Regions from separate parts of the Mus musculus genome. Here region 1 is linked to region 2. A link is a contact called in public promoter capture Hi-C data. All regions are on one chromosome and are shown on one strand. Each heading gives the region's core, a stretch centred on a gene start, on an enhancer-like site or on the middle of the called end of the contact. The rest is flanking DNA. Distances are from core to core; before and after follow the strand shown. Region 1 holds the start of Zfp62 (zinc finger protein 62). Region 2 holds the start of Timd2 (T cell immunoglobulin and mucin domain containing 2).

Region 1 (6,993 bases), core at 3,735-6,234, 2.5 Mb before region 2:
ACATACAACAATATATCTATGGTTGATGGACTATGATGTATTAAGTTATCCTCAACTTGGGGGGAAATGCTTATGAACGCAAGAGGACAAAATTAAATAAAATATTAAGAACGGGTGAATATGAATAAAAGTTTCTTTCACTATTTTTAAAATTTATTTTAATGTATATGAATGTTTGCTTATATGTATGTGTGGCTGGTGACTGAAGAAGCCAGGAGTTGGATACCTTAGAAAGGAAGATAAAGACTACTGTGAGCCACCTTTCAGGTGCTGGGAACTGAATCCTGGTCCTCTGAAGAACCAGTGCTCTTAACAGGTGAGCCATCTCTCTATCCCCCTTCTTTTGCTGTTGTTATTCTTAGAATTTTTCTGTACATTTATTATTTTCAAATATAAAGCTTTTAAAATATCAAAAAAAAAAGAAAGAAAAACCATTTAGAACTCCATCCACTCCGCTTCCCTTGTGTATTACCTTCACCATCCTGTTTGTTTAGTGGCTCATCTCCCTTTAAGCCTCATCTACTCAAGTGGATTTCTTTACCTCAGAGCACACTGTACTCACTTTTTCTAGATAAGGTGCTTCCTTCCCAGAGCTGCTGGTGTTCAGATGTGCCTGCTCCCCTCATTTAATCTTTCCTCTTGACTCTGCAGAACTACTCCCCTCTGGACAGACAGCTCTGTCTATATATGACCTCTATCACTCCTAGAAGCTGTCTGTTAGAAATGTATCTTTGGTTCAAAACCTTTTATCCAAATACAGATAGATCCTATTATCCACCCCATTGTTCTGTCTTCTTCTCTCATTTGCATGCAAAGCATCCTTTAAGGCTGATTTTATAGTATAAACATCAACTTCTAGGCCTTGACTCCTGCCCTCTAGAATCTTTCTGCCTTCATTCTTATCCCCATCCAATTCTTCCTCTAAGAGCTGTTAAGAATAAAATGCATACTTGATCATTTTCTCATATAGTTTAACACCTTATTAAAACAAAATTCATGCTTAATTAATTGCCAATATAATATAAAGCAGGTGTTTTCTTAAAATATTTTTGTTTTGTCTTTGAGACAAGTCTCACAATGTTACTGGGGTTGGCCTTGAACTTGAAGTCCCAGACTCAGAGATACCAGGTTTAGCCTGTCAATTATCTGGGATTACAAAAGTGTGATACTGTTCCTGGCAGGAGATAACAAGGCCATGGAGGCACTGTCTTTATGTTACAGTGTATTGATGCCATTATTGTGGGCCTGGGCTCCTCATAAAGAAGTCTTACTAAGGTTCTCTCTGCTTTTCTGTTGTATGCTGCCTTCTACCACGTGAAAACAAAAACAAAGCAAGAAGGTCTGAGGACATGCCAGCACTTTAACCTGGGACATCTCAGGCTCCAGAACTATGAGCAGTACGGTTTTTGTTTGTTGTAAATTACCCAGTTTGCAGGATTTCTCTCCTCCCGACTGCTAGGATTTCAGGTATATGGTGTTACAACTCTAAACTTTTCACATGGGAATCTGAACTCTGATCCTTTTGACAAAAAGCCATGTATTCAAACTCACCATCAATTACTTGACAGACTGAATTATTTTCATTATCCTTAGTCACTTCATTTCCTTGGGGAATGTATGATTGGCTAGTAACTGGCCTCAACTGCATGAACCACAAACACTTTATTTGCCTTCACAATCTAGTCAGAAGCCAAAGTTTCCTTAACTCCTTGTTTAAGTACAGGCTATTTGGCTCTTCCAATAGTTCACTCAATCAAAAACACGGGCATCAGTAGCATAAATGCTGTTAGCTTAGCATATAAGGCAACTGAGAATGTGTAATAAGATATACTGCCATTCTCATGAACATACCATTAAAAGGGTATAAGCTGATGGGCAGTGGTGGCACACATCTTTAATCCCAACACGTGGGAGGCAGAGGCAGGCGGATTTCTGAGTTCCAGGCCAGCTTGGTCTACAAAGTGAGTTCCAGGACAGCCAGGGCTACACAGAGAAACCCTGTCTCGAAAAACAAAAAACAAAATAAAACAAAGGGTATAAGCTATAAGTCCTTCTTAGCTTATTGTAGACAAATGACCCAGTAGTCTGCCTACTTGCTGCTAGATAATATCAAAAAAAAAAAAAAAAAATCAAAGCTAAAATAGGCTGTTATGTAATGGTACTATAGATGTTAGGAGTATATATACTTTTAATGACAACTAAAATAGAGTAAAACAAACGGTGTCAGAAATTTGCTTTAAAATGCTTCAACCAAGAATAAATAAATATATCAGAATCCTGAAACTCTGGGCATACAATTCACTGTACTACCTCTACTTTGCTTAATATATATATATATTATTCATATATATATATATATATATGAATGAAACGTCACTATATAGCACTGGCTGGCCTTGACTCACAGAGCTCCACCTGCCTCTACCTCCTGGGACTAAAGACAGCACTGCTGCCACCACCACTACTAATCAGTTGGAGAACAGACTAAGAAGGGATAAGAGAACCAAGAACTAGAGTTGCAAGATGAAGTTATAGTACAATCAATAAAATGGATGTGGTGGCCATCATGTGTTGTCCCCCATAACACAGAACAAAAAGGTTTTAATTTCTCAAAACTAGATGGGAAATCTCTTGAGCCAGTTTCTGATAGACAGAATGACCTTAACCATCTGTGAAAACATCTGTGGTAACATCAGTGAAAAAGCCAACCATGAGAAAGTCTCTATCCCTCATAAATTACTTAAGACTCACATTTCTGGCAATTTCTGTACTTTTTCACATTCTACTGCTAGGTTCTACAAAAGTGCAAGCAGATATCAAGAACCTTCACTTTACTACCTGTTCTGGACAGCGAGGAGTTAGTTCTCAAAAGCTGAGTCAACTCACAAGAGAGCACTCTTGGTTTAGTGGGAAGTGACGCCTACAGTGGGGCTGCAAGAAGAAACAGGTGTGATATACCTGCAGCTACTTTGAATTTCCAGATTTCAACTGTTTCCCATAAGGGAGTATCCTATATGTCAAGTGTGGTACAGGGCTTCTGTAACTTAAGCTCTTAGGTGCCATATTTGGTGACGAGAGGATGAAAGAGGCAACTCAAGAGCACTCAGTGGAAGAACGTGCGGATGGAGGATGGAGTCTAAGTGATATGCTGAAAAGAGGACGATATGTGCTTTGGTCATTTTTTGCATTTAATTTATGAGAAGCATATGCAAATGGTTAACAAGATTTGTTTCTATTATTTAAAAATTAGGAATAAGGACAGGAGGGATTTTTATAATGAAATATTCTCATAGTAGTGAAAGAGATACTTTTAGATACTCCAGCAATAAGGGAAGCAAGAGAGCATGAAGGGCAGTGGAGAGATTTTTCTGAAGCTAAGGGCCCACTCAGAGATTAGCTTGAAGCAATTAGTGTAGCCCATTTAACTGAATGCAAAACAACAAAAAATACCTTATTAACCTCAGTCCCTCTTAATTTCAAAATCCTTATCCTAATACAGAATCATTCCACATAATACCATTTGGCAAAAAACACTAGAAACAACTCAAAGATTATCAACTGCAGTCTAGAGATTTATCTAAAGCATCCTTTAAAATGGCCAATCTGCTACATGTTTGTAAAACAAACAACCCACCCGTTTCCGTATGAGTTCTGTAAAACAGATTCAGTAAAAGAAACAGAGAAGCAGGACTTATTATGCTACCACCTGTCTGAATAAAAGAGGAACGACTTATATATTTGCTAGTATTTAAATGAAGAAGTCCTTAAAGTCTACTCAACATCTTAACAAAAGTGTTTACCTTTTAAGGTAGGGCCCAGAACAACCTTTGAGAACAGTAAAAGAAAATCTTGTTTTCATATTTTGCATTAAATTTTTGTTTTTTAAAAATCTTTGTATTTTAATGCCTTGGACACGTGAGCATTACGTATTCAAACACACACACACACACACACACACACACACACCCCAGACAAAAGCGCACACACACACACACACACACACACACACCCCAGACAGACAAAAGCTTCAGGCGTACACAAACGGTCTTGGCCATCTAGACTAACCATCTTAAGATAACACACTAGCCGCGGCTCTCTCCACCTGACCTTTCTTTCTTTCACACCGCTGCCCCAGGACTTCCCCAAGCGATCACTTGGGTTCAAGTGCCTTCGCTGGCTTTTCCCTAGGCCAACACTTTCTCAGTTTGCGGTGGGGTGGGGGTGGGGTAGGGCAGATGGCGGCCTCCGGTTGCACCCACTGCTCTACAGATGAGTTTCTCCTAGGAGAGGGCCAGGAAGTGGAGAACGGTCTGCTTCCAGAGCCGCAAGTGTCTCTCAACACCTCTCCCCCACCAAAATGACGGGAAGAGGTGACCGAATCAGGTCATCTCCAAGTCTCAGAAACAAACTTAACCGCAATCAGGGCAAATTTTTAGGCGCTAATAATCGGGATTCTCCTCTTTCTAAGCCCGAAACGGCCATGACAGTCAAGGAACACCGGGGCGGACTCTGGCCCTTCCTCGGCCCAGGGCCTGCTCCGATGGCAGCCTGCCCGCGCGCCGGGCCCGAACCAGGGCTCTTCCTTCCCCTTCACTCCTAGAGGACGCTCCCCAGGGCGTGTGGAAAGTCACGCTCTCCCTCCCCCACTAGGACCCGCCCGGGACCGGAGGGCAGAGAAGGGAAGGGCGTGGCGGGCCGGGGAGAGGCGGGAGCGTCGGCAGCCCGGGACTCACGTACTGGCTGTGGCGGCACCGCGGGAGCCCGGCCGCCGGCGGGACAAAAGCGCGGACTGCCTGGCCGGAAAGACCCGAGCCGCAGGGGCACTTCCGAGGCCGCTCTGGGAAGCTGGAGGACTGACTCGATGGTCGGGCTCTGATCGCGCACGTGACCCGCAGTTTGTGGGTGCTCTGCTGGCCTCCTAATCCCGGCTGGTCTGCCCGGAGAGGAAGGGGGTTCTAGTTGTCTTGGACTTTTATTGCAATTCCGGGGTGCATTGGGGGCGGGTATAATCAAGTGGTGTGGTAAAATAGATACTTCACTTCCTGCTTGTGAAGCTGAGCTCATAGTTAACAAGCGAGGCTGGGGAGAGTCTTAGGAGGGAGGGCTGGGCTCCTGGGAGAAAGCGGAATATGGGGGTCCCATACCCCTTATTTCTAAAAGACCCTCCTCTCCCAAAGCCAAGACCCTCAACAAAGCTCAAATTTCCAGGAAGCCTGCTATTCGGAGACTGCAGAAGAAAAGTAACTGTCTCTCTCCCGGATACCAGCAGCTTCGTGTTTGTTTTCCAATGAGGACAAGCGACAGAGGTGAATATTTACTTACCAAAGCAGACCTGGCTCCATGTTGGGAACAGCATCTGTCCCAACCAGGCATACCCTGATCTCAACTTCCCAGCCCAGGGGCTGAGCTGCCCTTTCCCCCAGAGGTTCCTCCCTATATAATCTAGAAGTTTTGGTCACTCTTGCTTGCTCTTTTTCTCTTCCTTTATCTGAGTGCACCCCCCCCCCCCCCATGGGGACTTTCCTGGCCTCAGTCCTCGGAGCTAGTGAACTCGCCCACAGGAGAGCAGCTTCTCCGTAAACCTGCCTTTAATCTAATCTAACTTGAATTGGCTCCTTTCCGTGGTGGCAGAGAAATAACCTATCACAGCTACCTTCCCCGTTCTGCCTCTAACAAAATCCCCCTCACCCTCCCCCACCCGTAACTACAAAACTCCAGTTTAAAGCCTGTAATCTGCACCAGTCTACTCCTGTTTTTTATATCTTTGTAGGCAAGCCCTAACTCACCTTAATGACTTGGAAATGTAGAAGGAATGGCAATTTGAGTGTAGTAGTATCTCGACTGCATTTGGGCACTAAGGTCTATGCATCTCTAAGGTGGTCAGGGCAAGTGGAAAGTCTGCGGTAATGTCCAGCAGAGTAGGAAAACAGTGAAGCCCAAGATGGAGCAGGGTCCTAGGTCCTTGTCAGGCCAGCAAGCAGCAAGTTATGGAGAAGAACATGGACAAGTTAGGGGTTGTTGGGGGATTCTTCTACAACCCAAACAGTAGCTGAGACACAGCTACAAGTGCTTCAAATGTGACCAGTGCCACTGAAGACCAAGTGTCTAATTACATTTCATTGAAATAGCCACATGAGTGCTAGGATCCCACTTACTGGATAGCACAACTCTGGGAAGAGCTTTGGGCACTTCTTTGAGGCCTCTAGAAGAGTCCATAGTCTAAATTAAAGGCTATCACATTAGGCTGGCCTGCTCACATTCCAAGATTTTGGATTTTTGTTTGTTTGTTTTTCCTTTTAGATAATTAAGTATAAAAATAATTATATCTGGATTGGGACACTTTTATTTAGTAAAGGATAGCAAAGGATCATAAAGCCTAAATAAATCATCTTGATTAGGTAACGTTTATTGTGGACAATGTTTTTATTTTCCACCATGGTTTTTGTTATTCAGGCAATTTTTTTTTTGGCCTTGTATTCACACACACACACACACACACACACACACACACACAGAGAGAGAGAGAGAGAGAGAGAGAGAGACATAGACACAGACAGACACATAGACACAGACACACACACACACAAACACAGACATTCACGTGGACACACAAACACACAGAGACACACACAGAGTCCTTTTTTTAGCACTTGTCCTTTGGAACAGCTACCAAGACTGTCTACCTGTTGTATAGCTACTATGTACATTTGGTGGCTAATAAACACATGCAATATGGCTAGTATGAACTAAGATATATTATAAATGTAAAATTGGCACTGGATATCCAAGCTAAGAAAAAAAAAGAATAAAAACAGAATAGTTACCTAGTGATAACCACCATTTATATAAGATCCCACACACTTTTTTTTTTTTTGAACAAATTCTTACTCTGTAATTCTGGCTGGCCTCAAACTCACTATGTAGATCAAGCTGGCCTTGAATTTACAGAGATCTGCCTGTCTGTATGCTACCACACACAGACTTCCTTCCTTT
Region 2 (7,294 bases), core at 1,476-3,975:
CCAGTGGAAAAAAGACAGCATTTTCAACAAATGGTGCTGGCACAACTGGCGGTTATCATGTAGAAGAATTCGAATTGATCCATTATTATCTCCTTGTACAAAGCTCAAGTCTAAGTGGATCAAAGACCTGCACATAAAACCCGAAACACTGAAATTTATAGAGGAGAAAGTGGGGAAGATAACATAAGGGCACAGGGGAAAAATTCCTGAATAGAACAGCAATGGCTTGTGCTGTAAGACCAAGAATTGACAAATGGGACCTCATGAAATTGCAAAGCTTTTGTAAGGCAAAAGACACTGTCAATAAGACAAAAGGGCCACCAACAGATTGGTAAAGGATTTTTACCAATCCTAAATCTGATAGGGGACTAATATCCAATATATACAAAGAGCTCAAGAAGCTGGACTCCAGAAATTCAAATAACCCTATTAAAAAATGGGGTACAGCCAGGCGTGGTGGCACACGCCTATAATCCCCAGCACTCAGGAGGCAGAGGCAGGCAGATTTCTGAGTTCGAGGCCAGCCTGGTCTACAGAATGAGTTCCAGGACAGCCAGGGCTATACAGAGAAACCCTGTCTCAAAAAAAAAAAAAAAAAAGATAAAAATTGTAAATTTACAATTCTACATATGCCTTACTTGATTACTAGAAACAAGGGAGTTTCCGTTACAAAATTTGAGATTGTGAAATGAGGCTTCCTAAAACAAATTTCTTCAAAAAAATATTCCGGTCTTTGGGAAACAGGAAAATCCTGAGGATTCAAACCTATGCCACAGAAGGCACCCTAGGGATAGAGTTTATCATTCCCAGCCAAAAATTAGCCAGGGTTACTGGTTGTCAGACATCTGGCCCCTGTACTACATGGGGGTAGAAACAGTTCGGACTGTCAGCCTATTAACTGACAAAGTTCACAGTGACTGGGGGGTACCCCAATCAATATTAGAGGACTTACAAGAGGCTAAAACTTGCCTAATATCCAGAACTTTTAACCAAGGCACTTCCCCTTATTCTGATGTCTGCTATTCTGCCTTATCTGGATAACAACAAGAGCTGTAGGACCAACCACATCTCATTCTAACAGGATGAGTAGTGTATAGTGTGACTCATTTACTAAGACCAGTATAACAGGGCACCAAACCTTAGCAAGCCCTGAGACTCGACTCCACATGGAAGTGCCATTCAGTCTGTAAAATTCAGCAGCATATGGAAAACACCTCCTGCCAAAACTAAAACAAACGCCTAATCTATCAATGTCAATACGGTTCTGGGAACGTCTCAAACTGTACGAACATTGCTTTTTAGTTTCTATAGTTCTGCTCCTGGCTAACTGGTCTTGTTAACTGAACTATGTCAACTCAGAACATGGTTTTTGTGCAGCTGGCTAAGAAAGACTTTCTATTGGCTTAAACCCATGTCCAAGCTGTCTTCACCATCTATCACAACCCTTTGTAAAAGTAACTTTTATTCACCAGATATAATTGTTGTCTCAGAAGCTAACTGCTGAATAAACCCATTCCTTCTAGCTCGTTTTGCTATGGCCAGCTGGTTCTGGCCCAAATCCTCTCCAAGTTGACTGTTTCAAAGTAGCTTCTCTCAGCTTTTGACTGAATTGCTCTGCTTGGCCTCAAACTAACTCTGGCAATCTGTTCTAATCTGGTTTCTTCTCATTTTCTGGCTCATTCTGTCTTTACCTGTAGCCTGTCTCTAAAAATTATCCTGGTAAAGCTCTAAAACTCTCATATTCTCTCTCTCTCTCTGTCTCTGTCTGTCTGTCTGTCTGTCTGTCTGTCTGTCTCTCTCTCTCTCTCTCTCTCCTCCCTTCCTTCCTTCTCTTTTAAGTAGCTTCTCTTTCCTGTGTTCTCCTGAGAGTTGGGCATATCCTCTCTTTGACTCATTCTCATTCATCACTTTGCCTCTCTATTAGATATCACTTTCAAATATGACTTCTTCCTTCTACAACTTTACCTTCATTGTTTGGGACTAAAGGTGTGTACCAAGGGTGTGTCTGTAATCCAGCCAGAGGAATTAAAGGTGTGTCATTCCAGCCCGATCACACAGACATGTGATCCCTTGCCACAACAGTTATGTTTCTGGATTAAAATTCCTCTGCGGGGCTGGAGAGATGGCTCAGTGGTTAAGAGCACTGACTGCTCTTCTGAAGGTCCTGAGTTCAAATCCCAGCAACCACATGGTGGCTCACAACCATCCGTAATGAGATCTGATGCTTCTTCTGTGGTGTCTGAAGTCAGCTACAGTGTATTTACATATATGTAATAAATAAGTAAATCTTAAAAAAAATTCCTCTGCAACTACCCAACTCTGGAAGCCTGTATAGTTACTAAGCCTGAAAAGCGTATGAGGGCATGGAGAAGCTCAGCTTAGAAAGCTGGCAGCCTCCCCTTAGCGTTCTGCAAGCAGGGACTTTAGTCTAGCTTTATTTGCTTAAACTGTTAATTGACTGACAGACCAACGTGTATAATTAGTCAGCTTTCACTTCTGCCTGTGCACCAGGTCCCTCGCTGGGTTCTATCTATATTCTATTCCTCTTTCTGACTTTCAGTTTATTCATATACAACTAAGAAAGCTGGTGCATGGTGCAAAGTCCCTTTCTGCTGAAAACTTTTCAAAGTCAGCATGATCTCCAGACCTGGAGTTTGAACTCAAGTGAAGACCTTTGCTTCGCCCAGCAGAAAGTTAGCTTTGTTGTTGTGGGGACAAAGTTTCACTATGTAAACGGAGTTGGTCTTGAACTCAGAAGATCCACTTGCCTCTGCTTTCCTGAGTGCTAGTCTTTTAAGTATTTTTTTATAATCTCTTTAAGTTGAACATATACAATCAGGCAAAAGGATGGTAGAACTAGAGAGACTCAGTTTTCAAACAAAATATTGAAGGTGTGGCCAGGAGATAAGGATGGAATTCTGGGACAGATTCCTCTTTATCTATCAGCAGCTCCATCAGCAGCAGAGGATTAGAAGGAGACACTAACCAGAAGCTACGGCTCTCTCCTAACTGGTAAGTTCCCTCTTCTGTAGGCTCGTGTTAGAGAGAAGCAATGAGGACAGTACTTCCTGGAGGTTCTGTGCCATGTGGCTTTGCATTTGAGACAATGTGGGATTCTATGGCGGCATTGGAACAACGATGAGTCTCTAGACATTAGGACAACTTAATATCCAATAGAGTTCTTCGGATTCTTGGAAGGTTGATCCTCGTTTAAATGGAATAATGGACTTTTTAATATATGAGCTATTAAAGCCTTCTTAAATGGAGTTAACATGAGATATAAGAAGGAAACTGTAGAAGAGAATAGTCTGGTAATTTTAGACTAAGCCCTAGATAATTAGGCATGGACCTATAGACCCAGATCTATAGCATCAAATTGGCTGCTGGAATTTGAGATATCGTGTTTGTGAACTTGGCAAGGCCAGAAAGAGAAGAAGATTTGCTTTAGTTGGAGTGTTGAGAAGGGGAGCACATGGCCAGGCTAGGCAAGTGGGCACCGTTTAGAGCTTGGTGTTCATGTGGATTTAAGAAAAAAAAAAAAAAGATTTGTTTTTATCTAATGTGAGTAGGTATTTGTCCACATGTATGTCAGTGTGGGGTTGCCAGTTCCTCCCCAGAACTGGAATTGCAAACAGTTGTGAGCTGCCATGTGGGCACTGGGAGTTGAACCTGGGTCTTCTGGAAGAGCAGCCAGTACTCTTAACCATTGTTCTATCTATTCAACTCCTGGATTTCATTTTTCTTTAAGTGTTGTGAAAGATACTTAGAGAAAAGCTTGAGATTTTTAAAATGTATGCGTTTATGTTGAGAATTGGTGTACTCTTTCTCCAGAATGCATATTCTGTGTTTGGGGAATTTCATGCTCTTTGGTTGTCTGACCTGGTATTTTCCCTCACTTCCAGATGCAATAGAGTGATTGTGTTTTCACACTCCAAAGCCCCAATGCTTCTCTCCCCCACCTACACTGTAAGATTTTAAAATGAGCCACGAGTCAGACAGTGTAGGAAACACATCATAGTGAACACTCATCAGGTTTTTACAATGCAGTTGTGAAACCTCACTGGCCTAGATCTCCAGTCTTCCCCTGAGTTCTGGGTTCCAAGCATAAAGCTCCGTGACTGCTTCTTACTGTCACTGTCTGTGAGACAGGGCCTCTTGTGTCAGGATTTCCTCAGAATAGAAGCTTTGCTGAGGATGGGCTTGAACTTCTGACCCTGCCTTCCCCAGTAGCCATATGCCTCCATACCCTGTTTATCTGGTGAGAAAGATTGAACTCAGGGCTTCCTGCCAAAAACAGAAAAAGAAAGAAACCCTGATCTTAGCGTGTTGGCAATCCCAACACTTGAGACAGTAGGAAGGGGTTAAAATCCAACTGAGCTACAGTGAGTTAGAGGCCACCATATGGTTGTTTTTTTTTAAGTAAAAAAAACAAAACAAAAACAAAAAACAACAACAAAAAACAAACAGCCAGGCATGGTAGCACACGCCTTTAATCCCAGCCCTTGGGAGGCAGGTGAATTTCTGAATTCAAGGCCAGCCTGGTCTACAGAGTGAGTTCCAAGAAAGCCAGGGCTACACAGAGAAACCCTGTCTCAAAAAATCAAAAAAAAAAAAAAAAAAAAAAAAGTATATAACTTTAGCTATGTAAAAATACAGACTTTTCTCTAAGGTGGTGGTAAAATAGTTGATTTTGATCCAAGTTTAAGTGAGCATGGGTTTGGGACATCAAATAACCCTGAGTGACATTCCACTATGGAAAATTTATGTGAAGTTCATTTTATTCTACAATTATAATTTGTGTGTGTGTGTTTGCTGCAATAGCATCTTACTATGTAGCTATTCCAGCTGCCCCAGAACCTACTATGCAGATCAGACTGACAGGGAACTCACAGAGAACTGCATAACTGCATTCCTTTGTCTCCTAGTTCTGGGAATAAAGGAATGTGCTACACCTTAACTGACTCTTTCTGTTGCAATCACTTTTTTTTTTTTTTTTTTTTTTGGTTTTTCGAGACAGGGTTTCTCTGTATAGCCCTGGCTGTCCTGGAACTCACTTTGTAGACCAGGCTGGCCTTGAACTCAGAAATCCGCCTGCCTCTGCCTCCCGAGTGCTGGGATTAAAGGCGTGCGCCACCACGCCTGGCTGCAATCACATTTTTTATGTGCTTGCAAAAGATGTAAACAGGGTCTCTCTGCCACTGACCTTTAAATCCAGCCATCCAAACCCATTTCCCCATTTTTTATTTAGAGGAGTTGCTCAGGTAGCCTAGACAGGCCTGAAGCCCATGATTCTCCAGCCTCAGCCTCCTGAGAAGCTGGGGGTACAGAGCTGGGGGTACAGAGCTGGGGTACAGAGCTGGGGTACAGAGCTGGGGGTGCAGAGCTGGGGGTGCAGAGCTGGGGGTACAGAGCTGGGGGTGCAGAGCTGGGGGTACAGAGCTGGGGTACAGAGCTGGGGGTACAGAAGGCTTGTACTACCAGGTCAAACACGAACTTTGACTGTCCAGGAATGAAAGTGAAGGGTTAGTGTTTGTACAAAGCCCAGAGGGCAGACTGGGTGTGTTGGGTCATGCCTGTAATCACAGCCTTCTGAGGCAGGAGGATCTCTATTTGTGAGAGACCAACCTGAGATAGAAAGAGTTCCAGGTCGACCCTACCAAAATAACTAAAAAAATGAATAAACCAACCACACTAGTGGGCCATGAGGTGAGAGCTACATTGAGGCAAAGAAATTTCTGGTCATGAGATGTCCCAGCCTCAGAGCAGATGAAGCTAGTTGAAGCCAACCCAGGCTACATTTCAAGTTTCATTTAATAGTCAAGAAGTTGTTAGAAGCTGATCTCAGTAGCTATTGGCTACTCAAAAATCTAAGATACCCTGAGATAGCTTTGGTTCTGCAGGTCAGTGAGTATTCTATCCCTCCACCATCAGCAAGTTCTTCTACTCAGTCAAGGTCAAACAGCCTTAGGGATTTTGAGCCATGTCCAGCTGCTTAGACGTCAGCTGCTTAGTATAGTGACAATTTTGGAATTTGTGTTTCTTAAAAAACAAAACAAAACACACACAAATATCATAAGAAAATGCTTTGTGCCTTTTTTTGGTTTGGTTTTTTGAAACAGGGTTTTTCTATATTTGCCCTGGAACTCACTTTGTAAACCAGGCTGGCCTTGAACTCAGATCCACCTGCCTCACAAATGCTGGGATTTAAGGTGTGTGCCACAAAACCTGGTCAGTTTAATCCCAGGTGTGGGGCTATCAGGCTGCTTGAGAGGGTCCGCCCTCAGCATGCCTATGATTTGCCTCATGCTATAACAGAGGCAGGGTTTTGCCAGCTGCAGATTCTGTGATTGTGTGAAGTTTGGAAGTCTGGGAACTTTACATATGGTATAAAAAGGCTAGAATCCAGATTGAGGGGTAGTTGGGGATAAAGGGTAGGAGGAAGAATTACAAAGTAGCAAAGACAGGCTTTGAAAGAAAAATGAGATTTTGTATCTTGTGATTCATGTAAAAGAGTTGTCTATGAGCTAGAGGCCTGGGGCCGAGAACAAAGCAGAACAGACAGGGCTGTTGTTAAGACATTCCTAAGAACAGCTTGATTGTACAAGCAGGGCTATCTTGTCTGGGTCAACACCACCTGGCCAGAACCTCCCCTCTGTCTACTGCCCCTTGACGCTGGGTAAAGTCATACATCAACTGGTTGCTATGTGAACAAGATAAGCCCCCAGCCCACAGGAACAAAGTCCTGATGCCCTTTTGCTAACATGTAATCTTTCTGTTAATGTTTAAATAAGCCAATAGTGTGTCACTATGCTGAATTCCACACCCCTAAGCCCCTTACCCCATAAAAACCCCTAGCTTTCGAGCCTTGTGACCGACATCCGTTATCTCCTGTGTGGGATGCATGTCGGTCCGGAGCTCCGTCATTAAACGTCCTCATGTAATTACATCAAGAGATGGTCCTTCATGATTTTTTGGGTGCACGCCGAATCGGGGATTGGGTGGGGGTTCCCACAGGGTCTAACAGCTTCAGCTCACCCCACCTTAAAAGTCTCCTGGGTTCCAGCTATCACCTTGTCTTTTTCCTTACAATCCTTCCCACTGATGTCTCCACCCTAGGAAGGTCACTGGCCACGCAGTTGCAGGGTCACCAGGACCAGGTTATTGCTGCCAGTTCCTTTGCATTTGTGTGACCTGACATTCAGGACCCCCTTGTCTTTATGCTCCTCTTTCACCTTGGGCTGTTCCAGCTGTGTGTAAGCAACTCTTTTCTGTTGCCTATTCATGAAACGCCATC

Evidence for each region. Promoter capture Hi-C pulls out the DNA fragments that hold promoters and counts their contacts.
Region 1: a contact with region 2 is called in a promoter capture Hi-C map of liver, with 4 times the contacts expected there. The contact joins the promoter of Zfp62 here to the promoter of Timd2 in region 2. A contact is called at or near these places in 2 of 39 promoter capture datasets (cranial neural crest and liver).

Annotation. Positions count from the first base shown.
Region 1 is chr11:49,201,283-49,208,275 of GRCm38.p6, reverse strand. Zfp62 (zinc finger protein 62) reads right to left here and starts at 4,984. Exons shown (of 4, transcript NM_009562.3): 1 at 4,738-4,984.
Region 2 is chr11:46,694,261-46,701,554 of GRCm38.p6, reverse strand. It overlaps Timd2 (T cell immunoglobulin and mucin domain containing 2), which reads left to right and starts at 2,725. Exons shown (of 9, transcript NM_001161355.1): 1 at 2,725-3,012.